2 separate regions of the Rattus norvegicus genome follow, and region 1 is linked to region 2. A link is a contact called in public Hi-C data. All regions are on one chromosome and are shown on one strand. The core of a region is the stretch at or near the end of the contact, and the rest is flanking DNA. Distances in the headings are between cores, read along the strand shown.

Region 1 (3,383 bases), core at 607-3,106, 170 kb before region 2:
CTGTCTTGTCAACGGCAGCTGCCTCCTGGTCTGCTGACCTCGTTTCTAAAATCGGCAGATTCTGCATGACTCATCCACCTCTGAGGAGTCTGGCTTGTGGTTGTTTCTCTTTGAGGCAGGACCGGGCTCTTCCTGTCTTACCCTAGGTAAATGCACCAAGCACAAACGACCTGTCTCACTTCCGTGGGTCGTTACTGCTTCTTTAGATCAGACCTTTGCCACTTGTCTCACCCCTTTCTCTAACCGAGCTCCCCATGCCCTTCGTGGGCAAGCATGCCGGCTTTCTTTGTAAACAGCCTTAAATACATTCCTGTCCCCTGTGCCTGGTCACAAGGCCATCATCCTTCAGACAAACCCCTGCCTTCCCCAAGCCTAAAGCTACTCTTGCTTCAAGGTCTCACATTCAGACATCCTGCAATGGCTTCTAACTTCACGGGCCTCTCTCTGCACATCATCAGCATCTCCCGTGTCACCGGTGTCATCGGGCCGATGCCACCACAGAGCATCCAGTGCTCCCTGCTTTGTGTTCAGAACTCTCTCTCCTCAGGGCTTTATGTACTCTCAATTCAGGGGACAGATGTTTGGTATTTTGCTTGATGACAGGATGCACTGGTAGCTAAGCAACGGACATCTTTCTTCTCATCAGTCTGGGGTATAAAATCTACACACGGAGCAACAGTTACCACCTGTTGAGCCAGAGCCTGGCTGGAGGGGAAGCCTCATCTTAGCTCTTTTCTGAGCTTGGGGGGGGGGGAGGCCAGCCCCCAGCTTTCTTAAGTGGAGAGAACTCTGTCCATTTTTTAATGGGTCATAGTTGGGGAAAGATTTGAGTTTCTTCCTTTTAGTGTCAGGCCTGTAAGGGGTTGCGAAGTACAGAGGGACTGATGGAGGGAAAGCCGGAGAGATTGGCTCACCAGTGGGATTTGAGGACTGTCTCTTCAGTGGAGGCTGGGCTGGGGAGACTGGAGAGGAAGCCGGGCAATTAAACGCATCGTCCCTCACAGCTTTGACCCCAGCTCTAACCTGTTTGAAAGGAAAACATCTGGCTTGTGTCTTCCCCGGGAGCTGACCAGGATGTGAACACATCGGTAAAGGATTTCAGGGCACATTCCTGAGAGTTCCCCCCTGTGGGACTTCCTAACAAGGGAGTGGAACCGAGTTCTTGGTATCGTCTCCCACCCCAGACATTGCATTTAGAGTTTAAACTATAGAAATAATTCAGAAGCCACAGTGCAAGCCCTAAATATACCTTAAACCCACGAACGCCTTCCTTTTGTCCAGCTCTGTGGACTGTGTCCCTTTAGATGTACTTTCTGTTCTTGGTAGCACTGTAATCAGCAGATAGCCCTACCTTCCCCCCCCCCCTCCTCCCTTAAAACAGACCCTTCTAATAGCTAGCATCCTGCAGTGACCAGAGCCATTAGAAGGATTACACCATTACTGTCCTGTCCAGCACACACATAATGCCCCAGGGATTGCCTTTCTTCTTTGCTTGATTTTTTTTTTTTTAATGGATGAAATCAGTGCCCAATGGTGGGTTGAAAAAATCAAAAACCGAAGAGGGCACAAGGTGACAGTCATTGTTTTCAAGGGCACCTCCCAAACAGCTTTTCCCATTTGAGATTCCTTTGTGAAGGTGACGGCAGATGTCGGTCTCGAGGATAAAGCAGGCTCTGAAAGCACGCGGACAGGTAACGGACCTCTGTTCCTCGTTACCATAATACTGAATGCTCATCCTCTCCCAAGCACCACAGCGAATGTGTGCTCTGCCTGCTCGCCTACGGTTGTTTGTGCTGCAAAGAACCCGGGCCCAGCCCAGAGCCACGTTGCAGGGCTCAGGATTGCTCTGAAACACTGCCACCTAGTGGCAAAATGAGGTACGACAGCACACATCAAGGGCGCCGGGAACTGCAGCAGCTCCAAGGCGAGGAGTTAAAAAATCAGGAGCACAAAGACAGAGGAGGCCAGTTTGGAAATGCCTAAATAGGGCAGGAGACAGGAAAAAGGAGCGGGGGACCTGGAGCGTGAAGAGAGGAATTAAAAGTAACAAATTGGTGGCAGTGAGCTGTTTTCCCCGAGAGCTAGAGATGTGGGTAAGATGAGCTAGGAGACTGCCTCCATTTGCATGGCTCAGTCTGGCTTGTGTCTGGATTCTTAAGGATCCCGGGGGCTCTGTTGAGCTCAGGAAGTCACTGTGCTTCTGTTTCCTTGCTTTGTGGGCTGAGTGAGACCTCAAAGTCTTCCTTCAGTTGAAACATTGTATGAATTTGTTATCTGAGAAATGCAGGGGCAGGCAGCATAGCGTTGGTGGTCCTTAAATCATTTGTGTGGCTTCTGGTTCCTGTGTGTGGGGAGACTTAAAAACACACAAACAAATGAACGGACAAACAAGCGACCACTTCCATCTTGCCTGTCTTCAGTGGGCTATAGAAGCCTAGAAGAAAGAGAGTCTTCTAGCCTGTGGTGACTCTCGGGACCTGTCAAACCTTCCAGTATCAGCCAAGAGGGAGAGCCAGCTCCTAGAGATCTGGAGGCTTCTAGTACTTCAAGATAGGCCGGGAGGGTGTGGGGAGGGAACTGGCACGGAAGTAAATCTGGATTTAAACGAAACACTGTAGTGAACTCAGAGCCATTATAACGGGTTCGACCTTATCGGATGGGTTTTGTCTTTTGCCATTCGTGGGCACTCCTTGGGAAAAGTCATCCGTGATGGCTGTTTTACACACTGTGGATGTCATTTTCACATCCCAGGGCTGAAAGAAGATGTGGGCTCAGCCTCCACCACCGCCACCGTTTGAAGAAACCCAGGTTGCGCTCCCTCTTTCACTGAGGGCTTGGTGGTCCTGCTCATCAAAGCGTTCGCATGGGGAACTCGGCGGAGGGGATTTAAATTCCATCTCGGTGGAGTTTGAACCAAAACACACTGCCCAGCGCCACTTCATAAGCCGAGAATCATCAAGCCAGCCCCAAACAGCTCGAGGGGTCCTTGCCATCGTCGCTCAGCGTAAATCAGTAAAATGACAGGCAATTGACTTTGAAGACGGCTCTCACACGGCTGAGTGGCTGGAGCTTCGGGAAGCAGATGTAAAACACTTGTGATTAGCACCAGAGTAAACAGTGGATTGGGCTCTATCGTCCACACCCCCTCCTGCTCTGCGTCTCTCATTAGGCAGAAGTCAACATGTCCCTCGGTGTGGGGATGTGGTCATGGTTGGACTTAAGTTTGTATTTCAACACTGTCTCAGTTAGGGTTTGACTGCTTGCAAACGACACCTTGACCAGGGCAACTCTTACCAGGACAACATTTAATTGGGGCTGGCTTACAGAATCAGAGGTTCAGTCCATTATCATCAAGGCAGGAACACGGCAGCATCCAGGCAGGC
Region 2 (3,718 bases), core at 97-2,596:
ATGTGAAAGGTGATCCCTAATATGTGTGATGCTCCCTAATATGTGAGTGATGCTCCCTAAACTTTGTGGTGCTCCCTAACACTTGAGAGGTGCTCACTAATGTGAAAGATGCTCCCTAATATGTGAGTGGTGCTCCCTAACCTTTGTGGTGCTCCCTAACACTTGAGAGGTGCTCACTAATGTGAAAGGTGCTCCCTAATATGTGAGTGGTGCTCCCTAACATGTGAGTGGTACTCCCTCCCATCTGTGTGTGCTGCTATCATGTACATAGTCCTCCCTAACTTATACATGCTGCTCCTTTACATGAGTGAGGTGCTCTCTAGTGTGTGAGGTGCTCACTAACATACAAATCGGACTCCCTAATACACCCACTGTGCTCACTAAGAAGCCTGATGCTTTTAGTGAGTTTCTATTCACATCACTACACTCCAGAAGGCAGTCACCATGAGTGCTTATAAGAATGAAGAAACTGAGGTACAGTGCAACTATGCAGTTTCCCCCAGGTTCTGTCTTCCAGAGATGAGTGACTAGGCTTTGTGCTTGGCTCCAGGCTTTCTTTCACGATCACCAAGTAAACAAACAAAACTGTTTCCCATTAAACAGATGCTTGAAGACCCCAGCTAGGGATAGAAGACCCTATCTAAAATCCCTGGAGCCCTGCTGAGGAAAGAGGGAGGGAGGCTGCCTCCCCCAAGATAGGTTTTCACTCAGCCAAGATGGAGAAATCCTTCAGCCGCATGCATTTTGCTTCACAATTAGAAATAAGCCTTAAATGCTGATTTTCCCCAGCAGAGGAGACTTAGTGACCCAAAGGCAAATTGTGACTGGATAACTGGATTTTCTAGACTCTTCCTGGTGAGCTGATTTAGGGAGGTCAGGAGGGAATAGGGCAAGCATAGAACTGCACCCGCCCTCTGCCACTTCCCAATCTCTCTCAGGCACTGTCTCTCTGTGGTACTTGAAATGTTTTCACACAGAGGCTTTTCTTAGGAGGAGAGGGAGCAGACAGGACACACACACACACACACACACACACACACGTACGCATGCACATGACATATTTAATCCTACAGAGACCTGCAATCCAAGCCCCACATGATGGAATTGGGGACAGGCAATGTGCTGCCTGCTGTAGGGAACACCATTCATAAAGACGGGTACGGGAACGGTGCCTTGGATTAGCACGACACAGCCTCCAGGCTGGAATTCCCCAAATGGAAGCTGGCACGACTGTGTAGCAGGGGGAAGCCTCTCTATGTCCTCGATGTCCTGTGGCAGCCAGCGCCCGTGAGTGGAGTTCCCTGCCTCTGTCTCTTCTTGGATGCTTTCCTGGGTATGGGCAGGCCTGGTTACTGCCTTCCAGCACAAGCCAGAGAGGGAAGCCAGAACAGGTCCGGGCAGCGCGGGCTGCTCATTAGAAAGGAAGCTCATTGCTGAAAATGCAAATGACCCATTTCACCTTATCCTTCTGACAGACACGCTGGGAGCGATGACTGGCTGCTCCCTACCTGTCACCACTGCAGCTCTGATCATTGTGTGAAGCGCCTGCCGCACTTGAAGTGCATAGACAGCAGCCATCACGAGCGCCCTCCAGTTGGAGACGCAATCATCCACTGCCCCCTAGTGGAGTCCATGCGAATGACACGATAGGCGCCCTGTGTGTGCTGATTTAGGATTTAAGCAAACTGAGGTTGCGGTTTATTTTAAGAATGGCTTGCAGCGCCTGCTGATTTCATCTCTGCTGCTCGTATCTGTGCCTCTTAATTAGCAGCCCTGAGATGGAATAAAATGTCAATCACAGGTGACTTTGCGGAGCTGCGTTTGAATGTTAAAAACTCTTGGCATTTTCAAATCATATTTAAGACCTCATTTGATGATCATTCAAAAAAAATTTTTCCCCTTTAATCTGGGAAAAGATTTAAAACGAATGTAGTGTTAAGTATCTCAGGTTGGCATTTCTCTGAGGTTTGGGGTTATGTGAAAGAGAAACAAGATTATTTGTAAGACAGAGGCAGTAACCGAGACTGCTATGCCATCTAAACTGTCTCCTGACCCTGCTCTGGTAGATTTCAGAGGCTTCACAGTTTGCCTCGTTCTTTATTGTCCTATAGCCATGGCACCAGGGACCCAGTCATACTTAGCATGAGGGGAGCCACATGTGTGACAGGGGACCTTCTTTTTTACCACACTTGTGAAGGCTGCTTCCTGAGTGACTGTCCTATAGTGTCTGCAGACCTAAAGCTCATAGCATGAAAAGGGACAACAGTATTTAGCTGTGCCACAGTAAGTTCATTACGGGCTCTGCTTCCTTGGGTAGGAGGGAGAGGGAGAGGGACAGGGAGAGGGAGGAGAGGGAGAGGGAGGAGAGGGAGAGGGAGGAGAGGGAGGGGGAGGGAGAGGAAGAGGGAGGAGAGGGAGAGAGAGGGGGAGGAGAGGGAGGAGAGGGAGGGGGAGGGAGAGGAGAGGAGGAGGGGGAGGGAGAGAGAGGAGAGGGGGAGGGGGAGGGAGGAGAGGGAGAGGGAGAGGGAGAGAGAGAGAGAGAGAGAGAGAGAGGGAGGGAGGGAGGGAGGGAGGGAGGGAGGGAGGGAGGGAGACTTAATTTGTTATTTTTCATTATGTGGGTCTCCATGTGTGGGTATGGACACATGGGTGCAGGTAGCCACAGAGGCCAGTAGAGGACGCTGGATGCCCTGGAGTTAGTTGTGGGTGGCTGGGAACGACTTGGACCCTCTGAAACAGTATTCACTCTTAACTGCTGAGCCATCTCTCCAGCCCTGCTTCTTTTATCATTATTATTATTATTATTATTATTATTATTATTGTCATCATCATCATTATCACTATTACTATTATTATTATTACATTTTTAGTGTGTGTGTGTGTGTGTGTGTGTGTGTGTGTGTGTGTGGTGTGCATGCAAGCTCGAGGCACTCAGAGGACAGTTTGCTGGAGTCAGTTCTCTCCTTCCACCATATGGGACACGGGGATCAATCTCAGGCTTGTCAGTCTTGGGGCAAGTGCCTTCAGATAATGAACCATCTCACCAGCCCTAAACTGAATACCGTGTGGATGATGGGAGCTGAACCAGGTCCTCTGGAAGAGCCACCAGTGCCCCCTAACCACTGAGCCACCGCCCCTACCGATCAGTCCATAACTTTTACAGTTTCTACGGGAGTCTCTTATGACTAGGACGTTTTACAAATGGAACCATGCCAGAGTTCAGTGTCTTCCTTGTTCTTTCCTCCCTGTGACTCTGTACCAACTCCTTTCTAGCGGTCAGGACTTTTACCATCCAGACCTTTGTGGGAATGTCTGGGTCAACCCAACCACACCCTAAGGCCGTGCTACATGTGGATTAGCTTTCAGCGGTACTTGAGGAAGGATGCTTTGAGAACATTATCCCTCAATGCTCTGGGCTGTGAGGCCCTGTTGGGGAACCTGGGGGCAATCTGGTCACAGACAGTGTATCCTCCTGGTGAGACAGTCAGAGACCCTCCTTCCCCGGCTCTCTGTTCAGTGCATGTGTTCCCATCGGGCTGACTGTGGGTCACTTAGCCCCAGGGAGAGGAAACTTCTAGAAGAGGAAACCATTCGCGCATACACAGGAAATAGAACTCAGGCAACAAAATTTTCCACCCCGTGTAGATCCGAAACCACGGTACGCAAGGTGCTTTGGGGACCTTCCTCAGCAAACTGGTTTTTCCCCAGCATGCCGCGC

What was found. Hi-C and Micro-C count contacts between places; a contact is called where the count stands out from the background.
Region 1: a Hi-C map of the A7r5 cell line shows a contact between it and region 2, with 6 times the contacts expected there. The contact joins two enhancer-like sites. A contact is called at or near these places in 5 of 12 Hi-C or Micro-C datasets (the A7r5 cell line, the Rat2 cell line, Schwann cells and 2 more) and 1 of 1 datasets of contacts at active chromatin or transcription factors (oligodendrocytes).

Annotation. Positions count from the first base shown.
Region 1 is chr12:10,705,269-10,708,651 of GRCr8, reverse strand. No RefSeq gene overlaps it. Among named protein-coding and RNA genes, the nearest start is that of Rpl28-ps11, 20 kb to the right of the region's middle. Within about 2 kb of position 1,856, at least 23 of the 93 cell types and tissues checked have an H3K27ac peak or open chromatin away from gene starts, as enhancers often do. A contact at or near this core is called in the A7r5 cell line, where this site is marked.
Region 2 is chr12:10,535,624-10,539,341 of GRCr8, reverse strand. No RefSeq gene overlaps it. Among named protein-coding and RNA genes, the nearest start is that of Wdr95, 35 kb to the right of the region's middle. Within about 2 kb of position 1,346, at least 21 of the 93 cell types and tissues checked have an H3K27ac peak or open chromatin away from gene starts, as enhancers often do. A contact at or near this core is called in the A7r5 cell line, where this site is marked.